Linked DNA regions of Pan troglodytes: region 1 is linked to region 2. The links are chromatin contacts, called in public Hi-C maps. All regions are on one chromosome and are shown on one strand. Each heading gives the region's core, a stretch centred on a gene start, on an enhancer-like site or on the middle of the called end of the contact. The rest is flanking DNA. Distances are from core to core; before and after follow the strand shown.

The links. Hi-C and Micro-C count contacts between places; a contact is called where the count stands out from the background.
Region 1: a contact with region 2 is called in a Hi-C map of stem cell-derived neural progenitor cells, with 2.3 times the contacts expected there. The contact joins the promoter of CFD here to the enhancer-like site in region 2. A contact is called at or near these places in 2 of 7 Hi-C or Micro-C datasets (induced pluripotent stem cells and stem cell-derived neural progenitor cells).

Annotation. Positions count from the first base shown.
Region 1 is chr20:3,142,086-3,146,706 of NHGRI_mPanTro3-v2.0_pri, forward strand. It overlaps CFD (complement factor D), which reads left to right and starts at 3,008. Exons shown (of 5, transcript XM_054673893.1): 1 at 3,008-3,420; 2 at 4,306-4,462; 3 at 4,550-4,621. The coding sequence starts at 3,366.
Region 2 is chr20:3,051,726-3,056,922 of NHGRI_mPanTro3-v2.0_pri, forward strand. No RefSeq gene overlaps it. Among named protein-coding and RNA genes, the nearest start is that of MISP, 22 kb to the left of the region's middle. Within about 2 kb of position 2,241, at least 3 of the 24 cell types and tissues checked have an H3K27ac peak or open chromatin away from gene starts, as enhancers often do. A contact at or near this core is called in stem cell-derived neural progenitor cells, where this site is marked.

The sequences.
Region 1 (4,621 bases), core at 1,758-4,257, 91 kb after region 2:
GCTCACACCTGTAATCCCAGCACTTTGGGAGGTTGAGGCAGGCGGATCACTTGAGCTCAGGAGTTCAAGACCAGCCTGGGCAACATGGCAAAACCCCCGCTCTATTAAAAAAAAATAATAAATAAAATAAAATAAAATAAAATAAAATGGTCCAAGCCTGGCCCAGTGGCTTACGCCTGCAATCCCAGCACTTTGGGAGGCCGAGGCTGGCAGATCACCTGAGGTCGGGAGTTCAAGACTAGTCTGCCAATGTGGTGAAACCCCATCTCTACTATAAATACAAAAAAAATTAGCTTGGCGTCGTGGTGCCTGGGAGGCTGAGGCAGGAGAATTGCTTGAACCTGCGAGGCGAAGGCTGTAGTGAGCCGAGATCACGCCACTGCACTCCAGCCTGGGCAACAGAGAGAGACTCCGTCTCAAAAAAAAAAAAAAAAAAAAAAATGCCGGTGCGGTGGCTCGCGCCTGTAATCCCAGCACTTTGGGAGGCCGAGGCAGGCGGATCATCTGAAGTCTAAAGTTCGAGACCAGCCTGACCAACATGGAGAAACCCCATATCTACTAAAAATACAAAATTAGCCGGGCGTGGTGGTGCATGCCTGTAATCCCAGCTACTCGGGAGGCCTGAGGCAGGAGAATCACCTGAATTCTGGAAGGTGGAGGTTGCAGTGAGCCAAGATCGCTCCATTGCACTCCAGCCTGGGCAACAAGAGTGAAACTCCATCTCAAAAATAAATAAATAAATAATAATAATAATAATAATAATAAACAAACTAGAATCGAGAGTCTCTTGGGCATCTCTGGAGTAAGCCACCACCAGGGGGCAGCACAGCCAGGGCAATGGAGCAGAAGTGACTTCCCCACATTGTATTTTTTTCTTTTTTGTTTTTAGATGGAGTCTCGCTCTGTCACCCAGGCTGGAGTGCAGTGGCGCGATCTCAGCTCACTGCAAGCTCCGCCTCCCTGGTTCACGCCATTCTCCTGCCTCAGCCTCCCGAGTAGCTGGGACTACAGGCGCCCACCACCACACCCGGCTAATTTTTTGTATTTTTAGTAGAGACGGGGTTTCACCGTGTTAGCCAGGATGGTCTCGATCTCCTGACCTCGTGATCCGCCCGCCTCAGCCTCCCAAAGTGCTGTGATTACAGGCGTAGCCACCACGCCCAGCCCTGTTGTTATATCATTTTCTATTCTCTGTGCGTATGAAATAATCCACAGGGGGCCAGGCGTGGTGGCTCATGCCTGTAATCCCAGCACTTTGGGAGGCCGAGGTGGGTGGATCACCTGAGGTCAGAGGTTCGAGACCAGCCTGGCCAACATGGCAAAACCCTGTCTCTACTAAAAATACAAAAAGTTAGCCCAGTGTGGTTGCTCATGCGTGTAATCCCAGCTACTCAGGAAGCTGAGGCAGGAGAATTGCTTGAACCCGGGAGATGGAGGTCGCAGTGAGCCGAGATTGTGCCACCGCACTCCAGCGTGGACGACAGAGCAAGACTGTGTTGCAAAAAAAAAAAAAAAAGCAAGAAAGAAAGAAAAAAAGAAAGAAGGAAAGAGAAAGAAAGAAAAAGAAAGGGAAAGAGAGAAAGACAGAGAGAGAAAGGAAGGAAGGAAATGAGGCCAGGCTTGGTGGCTCACGCCTGTAATCCCAGCACTTTGGGAGGCCGAGGCGGGCGGATCAGGAGGTCAGGAGATCGAGACCATCCTGGCTAACATGGTGAAACCTCATCTCTACTAAACATACAAAAAATTAGCCGGGTGTGGTGGCGGGCGCCTGTAGTCCCAGCTACTCGGGAGGCTGAGGCAGGAGAATGGTGTGAACCCGGGAGGCGGAGCTTGCAGTGAGCTGAGATCACACCACTGCACTCCAGCCTGGGCGAAGGAGCGAGACTCCGTCTCAAAAAAAAAAAAAAAAAAAAAAAAGGAAAGAAAAGAAAGAAATGATCCACGGTGAAGAGAAAAGCCGGGGGAACCTCGTGTGCTGCTCCCCCTGGGGACGATGTCCGAGGTCCTCCCCACAAGGTATCCCCATCCTTCTGGTCCCTGCACCATGGATTAATGCAGGGTGAATCCTGCTGGCCCCTGGGGGGCAGATGTGAAAAATGGAGCTACACCATGAGCAGGCCTGCAGTCCCAGCGCTTCTGGAGGCTGAGGTGGGAGGATCACTTGAGCCCCAGAGGTCGAGGAGGCTGCAGTGAGCTATGATTGCACCACTGCACTCGAGCCTGGACGAAAGAGCAAGACCCTGTCTGTAATAAAACAAAAACAACACACACAAATCCCCACCTCACAGAAGGCCCTATGGCCCAGATTCTGAGTATTTTATTTTAATTTTTTTGTAGAGATGGGGTCTTGCCGTCTTCCCCAAGCTGGCCTTGAATTCCTGGGCTCAAGAGATGCTCCTATCTGGGTCTCTCAATGTGCCGGGATGGTAGGTGGGAGCCACTGTGCCCGGCCAGCCCTGACTCTGTTCATCAGAACCTGCCCTCAGTGAACAGTTTGGGAGGGGGCGTGTGATCCAGGCTCCACCAACCCAAGGCACCCTTGAGACTTGGCTGGAGTGAGGAAGAATTTTAGGAGGGGCCCACTGAGCCACTGGGTTGAGTGTGGGGTCCCTGGAAACACACCAGGGGAAGCTGGTGAGGAGAGAAGCCATCAGAGAAGAAAGGAGAAGCCAGAGGCAGACACTGGACATTGTTCAGGCACCTGGATCAAGCCACACCTGAAGGAGGACATTCCCTGAACTTTCCATATAACTTTCATGATTCAGTCTCCACCCAGTTTGTCTGGGTTTTCCTGTCCCTTGTAGTCAGTCTTCCCAGCTGCCTCTGCCCTGGCCTTTCCAACTTTCTATTCGTCAGGGTGTCAAGCCCCAGAGGCCACAGGGACAGAGACAAGGGTGTCAAGTGATCTTCCTACCCCCAACAGACCTTCTCTCTAATATAGAGGAGGAAAAGAAGGGAGGGTAGCAGGACAAGGAAGTGGGTTGTTTACACGCTGTGGCCTCCAGCTAGGATTGTGAAACACCCTGGGGAACTCTGGGTCTGGTGAAGTTGGGGCCGGGGTGGGTGCAGCCCCCCTCTCTGCCTCCTGCCCATCTGAGGGACTGCCCCCCACCAGGGCCAGCAGGCCGTCAGGCTCACAGAGGCCCGAGGGTCTCCCAGCGACTTGTCGACTCTGGTGTGAGTCTGGCAGGAGGTAACCCAGTCCCGCGGAGGGCGGAGGCTGGGCGGGCAGGTTCCCCTTTCCCCAGCTGGGCCGCTGCCCACCCGGCGGACAAGGCCCCTGGGAGCCTCCCGCCCCCTCCACCCTCATAAAAGCACCCCCAGGGCCCTGCCTGGGTCAGTGTCTCAGCCACAGCGGCTTCACCATGCACAGCTGGGAGCGCCTGGCAGTTCTGGTCCTCCTAGGAGCGGCCGCCTGCGGTGAGGAGGCCTGGGCCTGGGGTGAGGGACAGGGCTGTGTAGGGGCGTGGTGCTCCCCTCCGTCACACGGACGGTCCTCCAGCCCCTCCAGGTGGGCAGGAAGGGGGTGTCTCTCCTCACTAATGGAAGGCTCTGAACGCTGAAAAATTCTAGAAAATTCAGATTGGAAATCGGAACTTTCTGGAGTCAGCTTTTCTTGCAGACAGAGTCTGAACGTCTGCGTGGAAAACTTCATCTGCGTGGCTGACTTGGCTGGCCCAGGCACTGGTTGGGTCAGCCCCATTTCTCTTATGTCCAACTGGAAGGCACTGCGCCCAGGGTAGGGCGCTGGGATCTGCCCCCGGTCCCCAGCCCACTGTGGGTTCTGTACTCTGGGGCATTCCCGCCGGAGGGTATCTGAGTTTGCAACGCTGAGGGGCCCCAAGACGGAAACGGAATTCTTTTTTTTCTTTTTCTTTTTCTTTTTTTTTTTTTGATAGGGAGTCTCGCTCTGTCGTCCAGGCTGGAGTGCAGTGGTGCGATCTCGGCTCACTGCAAACTCCGACTCCCGGGTTCAAGCGATTCTCCTGCCTCAGCCTCCCGAATAGCTGAGATTATAGGCCACACCGACTAAATTTTGTATTTATTTATTTATTTTTTAAGTAGAGACGGGGTTTCACCATATTGGCCAGGCTGGTCTCGAACTCCTGACCTCGTGATCTGCACCCCCCCGCCCCACCCCCGCGTGGCTTCACAAAGTGCTGGGATTACAGGCGTGAGCCACCGCGCCCAGAGATGGGATTCTTGCGGGGAGCGGCCTGGGGGGTGAGAGCTGGGATCCCGTCAGGCAGCCTCGCCCGGGGGAGGAGTCCACCCCGCGGCCCTCACGCGCCCGCCCACCCACAGCGGCGCCGCCCCGTGGTCGGATCCTGGGCGGCAGAGAGGCCGAGGCGCACGCGCGGCCCTACATGGCGTCGGTGCAGCTGAACGGCGCGCACCTGTGCGGCGGCGTCCTGGTGGCGGAGCAGTGGGTGCTGAGCGCGGCGCACTGCCTGGAGGACGCGTGAGTGCCCGCGCCGCGCGGGGGAAGAGCCCGGGTGGGGTGGGGGGAGTCGGCTGGCACCGACCGCGGCCTCCGTCCCGTCCCCAGGGCCGGCGGGAAGGTGCAGGTTCTCCTGGGCGCGCACTCCCTGTCGCAGCCGGAGCCCTCCAAGCGCCTGTA
Region 2 (5,197 bases), core at 991-3,490:
TGGCCTGTTGCCAGACACCACGTCACCAAGGGGTGCATTATTCCCACATCATCCCAGTTGGACGGTCACCTCACCCTGCCCATCGTCCTGCCAGCAAGATGGTCCCACAGCAGCCCCAGTTCTCAGAGGCTCGGCAGGGTCTCCCCTGACCCCGTAATGCCCCTCACTGCCCCTGGGCGCTGGGTTCAAGAAGAACCGCCTGCTTCGTTGCAGGAAGTGATGTCCACCCCCAACTCTGGATCAGAGGCCACGATCTATCCTCCAGACTCAACACCAGGTCCCCAGCCCTTTATCTCTCCTGTCTGTCTGTCCATTTCTGGTGTTCAGGCCTCTCTCTCCACGTCTATCTCCCTGTTTCTGTCCCTCCTGACCTCTCTCTTTTTCCATGATTTTTGCTTTCCTCCCTCCCCGTCTCATCCTAAATTTGTTTTTTTGTATTTTGTTTTTTTTGAGACGAAGTCTCGCTCTGTCGCCCAGGCTGGAGTGCAGTGACGCCATCTCGGCTCACTGCAAGCTCCGCCTCCCGGGTTCAAGGGATTCTCCCACCTCAGCCTCCCGCGTAGCTGGCATTACAGGTGCCCGCCACCACGCCCGGCTAATTTTTGTATTTTTAGTAGAGACGGGGTTTCTCCATGTTGGGCAGGCTGGTCTCAAACCCCTGACCTCAGGTGATCCGCCCGCCTCGGCCTCCCAAATTACTGGGATTATGGGCATGAGCCACCACACCCGGCCCTCATCCTAAATTCTTAAAACCTGCTCTCCTCCCAGCCATGATTTTCTTTGTCCTGTGCCATAAAGAATTCTCAGAAGCAGGATGTAGCTTCTGCTGCTCAAGGCTGAGTCCAGCCAGTGGGATCTGGTGTCACTGCCTGCAGACCCCTCAGTCAAGAGCGGGGTGGGGGGGCAGCAGGGGCTACAGTAACAGCCCGGATGGTCCTACTCCTGAAGGCACCCCACCCTGCTGTCCAGAGGAGAGACCGAGGCTCAGACATTTGAGCCCCACATAACCCAGCCTGCCACACACTTCAGACTCCAACAGTGTAGCCCCTGTACCCCAGAAGTCACTTCAGCAAATCACTCAGGGCTCCACCTCACATCTGTCCCCAAGGACCTGGGGACTTGCTCACTCAGCAGAAGACCAAGAGGAGGAAGATGTGGTGGCTCACGCCTGTCATCCCAACACTTTGGGAGGCTGAAGCGGGCGGATCACCTGAGGTCAGGAGTTCGAGACCAGCCTGGCCAACATGGTGAAACCCCATCTCTACTAAAAATACAAAAAATAGGTGTGGTGGTGGGCGCCTGTAATCCCAGCTACCCGGGAGGCCGAGGCAGGAGAATCCTTTGAACCCAGAAGGTGGAGGTTGCACTGAGCCAAGATTGTGCCACTGCACTCCGGCCTGGGCGACAGAACAAGGCTCTGTCCTAAAGAATTAATTAATTAATTTAAAAATAAAAAGAAAATGTGCACTTTCATCTTGTATTATTCTGTCCTTTTGTTTGTTTGAGATAAAGTTTCGCTCCGTTTGCCCAGGCTGGAGTGCCGTGGCATGATCTCTGCTCACCGCAACCTCTGCCTCCTGAATTCCAGCGATTCTCCTGCCTCAGCCTCTCAAGTAGCTGGGATTACAGATTACAGGCCCACGCCCCCACCACGCCCAGCTAATTTTGTATTTTTAGTAGAGACAGGGTTATCTCCATATTGGCCAGGCTGGTCTCGAACTCCTGACTCCAGGTGATCCACCTGCCTCAGCCTCCCAAAGTGCTGGGATTACAGGCGTGAGCCACCTCGCCCCGCCTATTCTGTCCTGTTTTTTTAAGATTTAGTTTGCCGGGTGCAGTCGCTCACACCTGTAATCCCACCATTTTGGGAGGCCGAGGCGGGCGGATCACAAGGTCAGGAGATCGAGACCAGCCTGGCCAATGTGGTGAAACCCTGTCTCTACTAAAAATACAAAAATTAGCCGGGCGCAGTGGTGCGCACCTGTAATCCCAATTACTCGGGAGGCTGAGGCAGGAGAATCGCTTGAACCCGAGAGGTGGAGGTTGCAGTGAGCCAAGATCGCGCCACGGCACTCCAGCCTGGGCGACAGAGCAAGACTGTGTCTCAAAAAAAAAAGATTTAGTTTAATTCCTGTAATGAGTCAGCCCCTTGGAAAATCAGACAGAATTCTGCCTGCTGAGCAGACACATTCCAGAAGTTACTCTGTGAGAGGTTTAGACGAATTCCTAGTGAAATTTCCAGGGGCGGGAGAGCGTGTCTGGAAGGTCTGCGGACATCACAGCAATCACAGAGGCCTTTGGGGCGGGCAAAACTGTCCGCTGGCGCTTGCTGCTAGCAGGAGGGAGTTCATATTCTTTCCTGGTTTCCTCCTGGCTCAGTGTATCATGATATGCCAGGGAAAGGAGGAGAATTCTCTTTTTTGTTTGTTTGGTTTTTTGAGACAGAGTCTCACGCTGTTGCCCAGGCTGGAGTGCAGCGGCGCAATCTCAGCTCACCACAACGTCTGCCTCCTGGGTTCAAGCGATTCTCCTGCCTCAACCCCCGGAGTAACTGGGATTACAGGCACCCCCCACCACGCCTGGCTAATTTTTGTATTTTTAGTAGAGACGGGGTTTCTCCATGTTGGGCAGGATGGTCTGGAACTCTAGACCTCAGATGATCCACCCGCCTCAGCCTCCCAAAGTGCTGGGGTTACAGGCATGAGCCACGGCACCTGGCCTCAACTCCATTTTAATTAACCCTGCAGGGGCCAGGCATGGTAGCTCATGCCTGTAATCCTGGCATTTTGGGAAGCTGAGGCAGGAGGTGGATCACCTGAGGTCAGGAGTTTGAGACCAGCGTGACCAACATGGTGAAACCCTGTCTCTAGTAAATACAAAAAATTAGCTGGGCATGGTGGCAGGCGTCTGTAATCCCAGCTACTCGGGAGGCTGAGGCAGGAGAATCGCTTGAACCCAGGAGGCAAAGATTGTGGTGAGCCGAGATCGCACCATTGCACTCCAGGCTGGGCAACAAGAGCGAGACTCCAACTCAAAAAATAAAAATAAATAAATAAATAAATAATAAAAATTAAAAAAATTAGGCAGGCGTGGTAGCGCGTGCCTAGTCCCAGCTACTCAGGAGGCTGAGACACGAGAATCACTTAAACCTGGGAGATGGAGGTTGCAGTGAGCTGAGATCGCGCCACTACACTCCGGCCTGGGCAACAGAGCAAGACTTCGTCTCAAAAATAAATAAATAAAATAAAGAGATTTAGGAGAGGACACAAGCAAACACAACTCAGACTGACTTTGGCAAAACCAGGCTTTATGGGTTCCCGTAACTGAAACATCAATGTAGGGCCAGCTTCAGGCTCAGCTGGTTCCAGGTGCCACACAGCATCCTCAGGTTCCTTCGGTGTTGGGAGCTCAGGCTCCAAGCCCAGGACAGAGTCCCAGCTCTGCCACATGCCCCTGAGGGACCCTGGGCAAGGCCTACCCCTCTCCCAGCCTCAGTGTCCTTATCTGTAAGTGAAGTCGCCACATTGACATCCCTGCCCTGGGGGACGTCATGAGGGTCACCGGGCACCTGGTGAAAATCAGTGAGGAATAAGAATGAATGTTGAGGCCGGGCGCGGTGGCTCATGCCTGTAATCCGAGCACTTTGGGAGGCCGAGGCGGGCGGATCACGAGGTCAGGAGATTGAGACCATCCTGGCTAACATGGTGAAACCCCGTCTCTACTAAAAATACAAACAATTAGCCGGGCGTGGTGGCGGGCGCCTGTAGTCCCAGCTACTCCGGAGGCTGAGGCAGGAGAGTGGCGTGAACCCGGGAGGTGGAGCTTGCAGTGAGCCGAGATCGCGCCACTGCACTCCAGCCTGGGCGACAGAGCGAGACTCCGTCTCAAAAAAAAAAAAAAAAAAGAATGAATGTTGGTTCTGACCAAGTAAATTAACGAATTCTCAGCAGACAATGACTTCCATGTGACTTTCTGGTGTGAGCCGGAGAGGAGCCGACGCACGCTGCCACCAGAGGGCGGCAAACACCAAGGATGCAGCCGCGGCCCTCGCCCCACCAGGGAGAAAACGCACCTGCCGCCACTTTCACGTTCTCATTCCCGTAACCGGATGGTGTTTGCTTAGTGCTCCTTGAAAGCCTGGACAGGGCCGGGCACGGTGGCTCATGCCTGTAATCCCAGCACTTCGGGAGGCCAAGGCGGGCGGATCACTTGAGGTCAGGAGTTCAAGACCAGCCTGGCCAACGTGGCAAAACCCCGTCTCTACTTAAAAAAAAAAAAAAAAAATTAGCTGGGTGTGATGGCGTTCACCTGTAATCCCAGCTACTCAGGAAGCTGAGGCAGGAGAATTGCTTCAACCTGGGAGGTGGAGGTTGCAGTGAGCTGAGATTGAGCCATCGCACTCCAGCCTGGGTGACAGAGGGAGACTCCATCTAAAAAAAAAATTATTTGTAGAGATGACAGAGTGAGACTCCATCTAAAAAAAAAAATTATTTGTAGAGATGGGGTTCTCACCATGTTTCCCAGGCTGGTCTTGAACTCCTCAAGTGATCCTCCTGCCTCATCCCCACAAAGTGCTGGGATTACAGGTGTGAGCCATCGAGCCCGGCCCTGACCAACTATTTAGAGGTAGAAAACAGAGCCCGCAGGGCCGGGCGCAGTGGCTCACACCTGTAATCCCAGCACTTTGGGAGGCCGAGGCCCTTGGATCACGAGGGCAGGAGATTGAGACCATCCTGGCTAACAAGGTGAAACCCTGTCTCTACTAAAAATACAAAAAAATTAGCCGGGTGTGGTGGGGGGCACCTGTAGTCCCAACTACTCAGGAGGCTGAGGCAGGAGAATCACTTGAACCTGGGAGGAGGCGGAGCTTGCAGTGAGCTGAGATCGCGCCACTGCACTCCAGCCTGGGCGACAGAGCGAGACTCCATCTCAAAAATAAAAATAAAAATAAATAAAATTAGCCGGAAGTGGCCGAGTGTGGTGGCTCTTCCACAGCAGCCAGAGGGCGCCTGTGAGGCTGACTGGAGGTGTCCCTGCTCTGCCCACAGCCCTCCATGGCTCCCATTTCCCTCTGGGTAGCAGCCCGAGTCCTCCGTGCAGCCCACAAGGCTCTGCCCAGTCCCCTCTCTCCTCTCCCTCCTCCCTCTCTCCTCTCCCTCCTCCCTCTCTCCTCTCCCTCCTCCCTCTCTCCTCTCCC